3 separate regions of the Sus scrofa genome follow, and all the other regions are linked to region 1. Evidence: chromatin contacts called from public Hi-C data. All regions are on one chromosome and are shown on one strand. Each heading gives the region's core, a stretch centred on a gene start, on an enhancer-like site or on the middle of the called end of the contact. The rest is flanking DNA. Distances are from core to core; before and after follow the strand shown. Region 1 holds the start of NCOR2 (nuclear receptor corepressor 2). Region 2 has its middle 110 kb from the start of SCARB1. Region 3 has its middle 170 kb from the start of SCARB1.

Region 1 (2,660 bases), core at 63-2,562:
GCCCTGGCCGCCGGGCGATCACCAGGGGACAGTGACCCGATGCCTTATCAGAGTTGCTGAAGCCCCGGAAAGAGTGCTGGGTGGGTGGGTGGCCCTGAAGGGATAGTGCTTCTCAACTGTGGTCCCGGGGGTGTCGGGGGGCGGGTGGGAGGAAACAATGCTGTTTTCTCAGAGTCCCTGTGCCCAGTCCCTGTGGAAGAGTGGGCAGCATCAGAGATCCGGTGCTCCTGTGTCTGTTCATCAGTGTTGGCCCCAGGACTGAAAGGCTGGGACTTTGGGGGGCGGCCGCCTTGGTGGCCATGGAGCAGGGGAGGGGGCCAGGTGCAGGCATTGCAGCGGCTGCCCTGGCGCCCGGCTCCCACCGTGGTGGCGTTTGGCTGGGTGCCCATGTCTGGTTTGAAATCAGCGCCACCGGCCTGGGCTTGCCCAGGGACCTGGCAGCGAGGAGCCGGGATAAACACTGGAAAGTTGGAAGGGCTTCTCAAGCTCACAAGGAGCCTTCAGTTGTGAGCGGAGGGGATGAGGGAGCGATTTGTCCTGAGGTCTGGGTGCGCCGGGGCGTCTGGGAGACGTCTCATGGGGCGCCCAGGCCGGGGAGCGCTGGAGCGCTGGTTCCCAAACGGCATGGCTCGGTTGCCATGGATCCTGGTTTGAATCCCGGTTCCGTTCCTTTTTATGCTGGGTCTCACCTGTTCAAGCCTCAGTTTCCTTGTCTGTCAAACAGAGCAGCCGTGGAGGCGTGAGGACAGGGCGAGGGAGGGATGCGGCCTCCGGGGTTCACATCCTGGACTGCATGACCTTGGACAAGTCACGTCACATCTCCGAGCCTCAGTTTTCCCATCTGGCAAATGGATGCTCCCTATGCCTCCACCTCTGAGTTGTTGACTGACTGAAGGGGGCTAATAATGGTCCCTGCCCCACCTCTCATGAGCAGGTGACCTGGGGTGGGTCATGGAATCCCATGGAACTTCCCTTCTCTTGTCCATTAGGGGAGAGCTGCCACAGATGTGCCTTGGGGAAAACAGAAACCACCCTGCAGGGGCCTCGAGTGGGCTGGTGTACATCAGTGTAGACCATAAGCTTGCATTTAAGTTAGTTATATCTTGGTCTCTGTCGAGTTTTCTTTTCTTCCCTGGAGAAAGCCCTCCCATTTCATAGATGGGAACCCCACATCTAGGGATAGTGTGGGATCAGGAGTGTCCCTCCCCAGCCCCAGGCTCAGTCTGAATTTGGACCTGGACTGGAGTGCCCGGTGCACCCCCACTGCATGCCTGTTCCGCCTCGTTTCCCACTGACCCTGGGCCAGGCACCCTGCCGGTGCCTGGTGTGGCCTGCGGGCAGGGTGTGCAGGGCTGGCTCCCCTGCCGAGGGTGGCAGCGGTCCTGTGTGTTTGTAAGTGACACCGGATGCTGGGCCGGTGGCTGGCTCGGGGCCTCCCTCTCGGGCCAGGAGGAGCCAGAGGGGAATGCCCAGGGTGTCCAGGCTGCCCGTGCCAGCTGCCTGCTGTCCACTTGTCCTCAGACCTCTCCTGGGGACCTTGGGAAAGGCCTGTATAGCAGGGGACACCATGAATGTCCTCTTGTTGCCCCTAAGCCCTTGGTGCCCAGCTGGGTCAGCTACAGAGCTGTGTTGTGACCCCCCTCTGCCCTGCCCTGAGGGTCTTGGGGACTGGGTTCCTCAACCATTGAGAAAGACAGTCCTGTGTGATGGCTTGGACCAGAGGTCACCTAAGAGACCCTTGTGGTGGAACTGTCCTGCATCAGTGGCAGTGGCCACAGGAATGTGCACTGAGATAAAAGCACGTAGATCCACACACACACACACATAAGTACATATATGCGATAAAAGTGGGTAGATTTACACACACACACACATACACACACACTCAAGTACATGTATGAGATAAAAGTACATAGATCTACTCTCACACACACACACACTCAAGTGCACATAAACTCTGAGATCTAAATAAGGCCAACTGTATCACTGTCAGTTTCAAGGATGATACCATTGGGGGGAGCTGGCTAAAGGGTACTCAGAATCCAGCTATATTACTTCTTACAGCTGCATGGGAATCTACAGTGATCTAAAAAGAATGTACAAGCTCAGGGGCCTGGCTGTTCTAGCTTTGAGTCCCAGTGTGAGTTACAGCAGGTGGCTTAACCCTGCTGAGCCTCAGTCTCCTCATCTGTGGAAGCAGGGTAGTGATTGATGCCTGGTAGGGCTCGCTTGAAGATGAGCTGAGCTGATTCATGCTAAGTGCTTAGGAAGGTGCCACGTGTCGGGGGTGCTGTCCCTGGTATTATCACCCTTGATGTGATTGCTGTGGTTTGCCTGGCACGATCTCATTTCATACCTGAATCAGCCACAGGAAGGGAGAGTGCTGTAGGATCCCCACTTCTCAGTTGAGGAAACTGAGGCTTGTGTCAGGTGACCCACCTGAGCAGCACACAGTTTGGAAGGGCCGGGACTGGGACTCAGGCCCCAAGCCAGAGCCTGTGGGTGGAGGTTCTTTAGCTGGGTGACCCTGGAGAGGTTACTTGCCCTCTCTGAGCCTGTCTTCTCCTCCTTCTCTCCTCACCTGTCAGCTGGGCTCATGACCTGTGAAAGCCAGAAAACCTTGCCTCCAGGCCCCTTCACTCACCTCTTGGGCCCACCCA
Region 2 (2,660 bases), core at 58-2,557, 240 kb before region 1:
CGATGGTGGCAATCGTGAACATTTTAGGACAGGTCACCCCAAGCTGCCCATAATGATGTCAGTAACAGCCAGGCCTCGGGCAGAAGCCAGTATTGGCTTTGCCTGTGGAGTGGGTATTGCAGAGCTGATACAAGACACATAGGCACCAAGTTGGGGAGGAAGGCCCCACACAGCTCAGAAAACCTCAAGGTGGAAAGCTTTCCATTCAAGCCCCTTCAATACCTAAGTCAGGAACCTGGTAAAAGGAGGACGTGGGGAATTTCTGAGAGGATGCCAACATTTCCAGTGCCTCGCATAACATTTCGTGTGCTCAGTGCCTGCCTTGTCTTAGGCCTTTCAGTCCCTACAAATTCCTACCACAAGGAAGAATTCACCCCAAATTACAGATGAGGAAACCAAGGCTCAGAGAGGTTGAGTGGGCTGGCAAAAGTTGCACAGTTAGGCAGCGAGGCAGCTGGGATTCGAACCCAGGTCTTCTGCCCCCAAATCCTATGCTCATCTCTCATGATATTCTTGGGAACAGGAGGAAAATAGAGGCAAAACAGTCCTGGGCCCCCATCTACTCTCCTGGACAATCCAGCCAAGGCTATTTTTTTAAAAATGATTTTTGCCCTGGTGACCGAGAAGAGCTGTCACCTGCTGAACGCTCTACCTGGACACTCTCATTCCATGATCACAGTGCCCCGCAGAGGCCCATTATACAGAAGAAGCCATCAAGGCTCAGGGAGGTGAACTGACTTAGCCAGACGGCCAGCTAGCATCGGGTGTCTTTGTGGAACCAACTTGGCATTGAGCCCTGGGGGCAAAAGGAGGTACTGGGGGCAGGTACAGGGTCAATGAGGTTCAGGCACATGTTCCCTGGGGCCCATTGGGAGGGAGCTGCCATGGCTGTGTCTCTGGCTGTGACCCCGGGCAGGGTAAGTTCTAGGGTAAGTCCAGGCCCCTGTGAGTTCATCTCCCAGGAGAGAGGAATGGCCGCGGACCAGACCAGAGGGTGTACACCAGTGGCCCATAGACATGTTGACTTTGGCTTATGCAGTGGTTAAAGGGGGAAAAAATCCTGAATTAGTGGCCAATATTGAAAAAAATCAAAGGATTTCTTGGAAAAATCAGCGTTACAGCTACTTTTGCAAAATCTAAGGATCTGGCCACACTGATCCCTCATGCTTGCCTGGCAGCTGTCCCCCCACCCCCCACTGTCCCCAGGGGTCTTTGCTGCTCCAAACAGAGATGTCTAGTCTCTGTGTCATGGCCCAGGCCAGCCATGCTCGATTAATGCTGACGTGCCTTGGTGGCATCTGGGCCCACAACTTTGCACAGAAAGGGTGAGTCACTTGCCTCTGGGAACGGACTTCTAGAAGCTCACAGAGGGCTGTCTGGGATGTGGGAAGACATTCTGAGGAGTGCATCAGGGGTGCCTGGACCTGCAGCCTGCAGCCCCTCATTTCCATTCTGCTGCCACCCAGAAAGCCACCGCTCAACTCTCCATGTTTTATCTGGAGACGCAGCATTGAACGGGGCGGGGGTGGGGTGGGGTGCGGGGAGCAAACCAGACTGAGATGAGGAGACAGAGATAGTGGTCGCCATGGTGAGCCTGGCCCTCCCCCTCCCCCCAAGGTGCCCACTTCCGGAACCTGAGAGCACGTGACCTCACCCGGCAGAAGGGGCCTTGCGGATGTGATGCCCTTAAGGGGCCAGTCTCCTGGATTTTCTGGGAGGGGTGCCCGGTGTGATCACAAGGAGAGTCAGAGTCAGAGAAAAGGTATGAGGATGGCAGCAGAGGTCAGGGAGCCTTGTCCTTTGAAAACAGAGGAAGGGACCACGAGCCGAGGAATGGATGTGGTCACTAGAAGCCAGCAAAGACAAGGAACAGTTTCTGCCTCCTTAGGGGAAGCAGTCCTACCCACGCTTTGATTTTGCTTCTGACCTTCAGAACTGCAAGAGCAGAAACGTGTTACCTTAAACCTAGAGATTGGCGGTAATTGGTTACAGCGGCCCTGGGATGACAGTGCTGCTGACAGCCAAGCCACATAGCTATGCAGCTACGTCAAGGCCCTGACCTCGTAGATGTGCCTCTCTCTCCAGGGAGGCATTTACTCTCAATAATCTGATGAAGGAGGCATTACTATTATTATTATTATTATCTTATTTAGGGCTGCACCTGCAGCGTATGGAAGTTCCCAGGCTAGGGGTTCACATTGGAGCTGTAGCTGCTAGCCTACACCACAGCCACAGCAAGACAGGTTCCAAGCTGAGTCTGTGACATACATCACAGCTCAGAGCAATGCTGGATTCTTAACCCACTGAGCAAGGCCAGGAATAAAACCTGCATCCTTGTGGATACTGACTGGGTTGTTACTGCTGAGCCACAATGGAAACTTGCCTTTTTTTTGGGGGGGGTGTCTTTTTAGGGCCACACCCACGGCATATGGAAGTTCCCAGGCTAGGGGTCAAATCAAAGCTGTAGCCACTGGCCTATGCCACAGCCACAGCAAGTCGGGGTCTGAGCCGCGTCTGCGACCTACAGCAGAGCTCACGGCAACGCCAGATCCTAAACCCACTGACTGAGGCCAGGGATGGAACTTGTGTCCTCATGGATGCTAGTTGAGTTCATAAACTGCTGAGCCAGGGTGGAAACTCCCCACAATGGAAACTTTGAA
Region 3 (2,660 bases), core at 67-2,566, 170 kb before region 1:
TGGGTTTTCGTGACTGGGTGCAGAAGTCCTGTGCCGCGTGGGGGATCCTGGCCTTCTGGCTCGCTGTCGTCAGGTTGGTGTGGTCGGCATCGTCTCTGCTGAGCTGAGGGTCCTTTGTGGGGCCTCTGAGATCTCGCCAGAGTGGCTGCAATCTCCAGACTCAGACTCGCCGCTAACCCTGCCCTCCACACACCATCACTGGGCCCTTCCCTCCCAGTGTGCTGGGCGACTCACCTTTCCTTTACAACACAGAGAAAGAGAAATACTGATCCTATGTACCAGGTACCACGCAAAGCCCTGGGTAGCTTCCCAAATGCAATCAGAAACGAATCCCAGAGTCTCAAAGAGAGAAACATCAGCTCCATGAGGGGCAGGGATGTTGTCGGTCTTGTTCCCGGCTGCCTCCCTGATGCCTGGAACAGAATGGCCCGTAGCAACTGCTTGTTGAATGACTGAACCATAGCATATGAGCCTTTGCAATTGGCAGTGTCACAAAAGGAGCTTCTGAGATTATCCTTCCTTTTGGGGGTGAGGCATCTAAGCGGCCGCAAGTGGAAGGAATTGGCCAGCGTCGCACGGCTGTTCAGGGCGGGGTCAGCCGCAGAACTTGGGCCTCTTCTGGCCCCAGCCAAGGAACAAAACCCTCTCTCTCTTTATCTCCACTCCAGCATTGCCGCTTGTGCTTTTACACACAGTGGATTTTCAGAGCCTGTGGTTGACGTCCAACAAATAAATAGATGGGTGGAGAAAAAATACCTCTTGTAACAATGTCAGCAAAGCTCTTCAAGGCCACTCTGGGGGGCTTACTCCTTGCAAAGGGGCCTCACCTCTTCTTTCAGAATGAGCTTCTTACTGGAATCCAGGCAGCATGGAGGACTTGCTCCTGGAAGGGTATTTCGACATTCATCAAACGTAGTTATTTCCTCAAGTAAAATATTTAAACAGAGCTTCAAGGAATCCAACAAAAGAAAATGAGTTTTAGGGGAAATACACACACACACACACACACACACACACACACAGGCACACACACACTGACACACAAACCAAATTCTTTCCTCAAAACATAAGCTGGAAGGATTTTATCTGCTCTCAGAGGGAAAACTCGAGAGGTTTAATTTAAAACTTGGGCGGGCTCATGGCTTTTCAATGGAGTGATTGTTCCATAGTGAGGGCATGAGATAATACGAAAACGTTTTCCAGCCCCGTGTTTGGTTTGGCTTCAGAAATGCAAACTGGCGTTCTTCTGAGAGGCCCCGTTTCCGGGGCCCATGTGTGGCTCAACTGCTGTATCTCTGCAGGTCAGAGACCAGATTTGCAATAACATTTTTGCAATCCGAGACTTTCAAGGGAATGCAGGCGAAGTGATTGCCCTGTGCTTGTGTGCAGAGTGGGGACAAGGAGCGGTTACCTAACCTGGGGGCTTGGCACCCAGCCCCCAGTTGCCCAGAACCTCCCCGTTTGTGTGAAATACAGGCAGAACAAGATTTCAGAATAATCTGCCCTTATCTGGCCACCTCAGGGCACGCCACATCTTTTGACCCTTCAGGGTTCATAACTCTCCCACTGTCTTTGTCGACCCACTAGACAAAGGGAGATCCAAAAACATTTCAGAAACTCAGCCTGCATCAGCCCAGCTGCCCCTGGGATTCTTTCCGTGTGGATCTGGGGTGGGGGTGGGGGTTCAGAGGGGTGGAAATGTGTCCGACCAGAGGGCAAATGCTGATAACCGTTGTCCCCCTCTGCTTTACTGCTCCCGCTTTGCTTTGAGCTATCTTGGGAATATGCTTATTTTCGGAGAACAGGGCTTCCCAGAGTCAAGTTCAGGGTACAGCGTATCCAGGTAGGACGTTTGGGTGGCTGTTGATTTGGGAGTGACAGGCACTTTGGGGGAAGCCTCTGATATATGGGGGGAGGAGGGGTTGGGCAGGAAGGCAGCTTTGGAGTTGAACTGCCACCCCAGGGGGTCTCCCCATGACATCTTGCATTCCAGGGTGGGGACAGACTGGGGGGGGCAGGTGAGGTCTTTTCTCAGGGAGCCCCCCCCCACCGCCCCCTCTCCAGAAGCTACTTGTTTTCCTTTCTGCAGATAAATGTTGAGTCTAGAGACCTAGGGACCTCCCAGGTCTTTCTCTAATCATGAACTCTCCCCCAAGCCCACCCTCAACTCAGCTGGGACTGGCACTCACTTAGCCTCCAGCCCTCACCCACCAAAACCCATCCTTGGAGTTCCCGTTGTGGCTCAGCAGTAACAAACCAGATTAGTATCCATGAAGATGTGGATTCGATCCCTGGCCTCACTCAGTGGGTTAAGGATCTGGCGTTGCCCTGAGCTGTGGTGTACTTTGCAGACACGGCTTGGATCCTGAGTTGCTGTGGCTGTGGTGTAGGCCAGCAGCTGCAGCTCCGATTCTACCCCTAGCCTGGGAACTTCCCTATGCCGCAGGAGTGGTCGTTAAAAAGAAAAAAGAAAAAAAAAAAAAAGCATTCTTGACCCTGACCTTAACCTCCTGGGAGGTCTGGGCAGCTGGAGGTGAGGTCTGATTCTTAGGAGGGCTGCCAAAGGGTTTTCTTAGCCCCTGGGGTCCCCTGATTCCCCTGCCTTCCTCAGCAATTCCTGCATCACCCAGCAGTGCTCACAGAAACTCCCACTGGTCAAA

What was found. Hi-C and Micro-C count contacts between places; a contact is called where the count stands out from the background.
Region 2: a Hi-C map of embryonic fibroblasts shows a contact between it and region 1, with 4 times the contacts expected there. The contact joins the enhancer-like site here to the promoter of NCOR2 in region 1. A contact is called at or near these places in 12 of 47 Hi-C or Micro-C datasets (embryonic fibroblasts, fibroblasts, heart right ventricle and 4 more) and 2 of 2 datasets of contacts at active chromatin or transcription factors (alveolar macrophages and skeletal muscle).
Region 3: a contact with region 1 is called in a Hi-C map of liver, with 1.7 times the contacts expected there. The contact joins the enhancer-like site here to the promoter of NCOR2 in region 1. A contact is called at or near these places in 3 of 47 Hi-C or Micro-C datasets (embryonic fibroblasts and liver) and 2 of 2 datasets of contacts at active chromatin or transcription factors (alveolar macrophages and skeletal muscle).

Annotation. Positions count from the first base shown.
Region 1 is chr14:28,641,462-28,644,121 of Sscrofa11.1, forward strand. It overlaps NCOR2 (nuclear receptor corepressor 2), which reads left to right and starts at 1,313. Exons shown (of 49, transcript NM_001044576.1): 1 at 1,313-1,324.
Region 2 is chr14:28,406,219-28,408,878 of Sscrofa11.1, forward strand. No RefSeq gene overlaps it. Among named protein-coding and RNA genes, the nearest start is that of SCARB1, 110 kb to the left of the region's middle. Within about 2 kb of position 1,308, at least 23 of the 83 cell types and tissues checked have an H3K27ac peak or open chromatin away from gene starts, as enhancers often do. A contact at or near this core is called in alveolar macrophages and embryonic fibroblasts, where this site is marked.
Region 3 is chr14:28,467,730-28,470,389 of Sscrofa11.1, forward strand. No RefSeq gene overlaps it. Among named protein-coding and RNA genes, the nearest start is that of SCARB1, 170 kb to the left of the region's middle. Within about 2 kb of position 1,317, at least 38 of the 83 cell types and tissues checked have an H3K27ac peak or open chromatin away from gene starts, as enhancers often do. A contact at or near this core is called in liver and skeletal muscle, where this site is marked.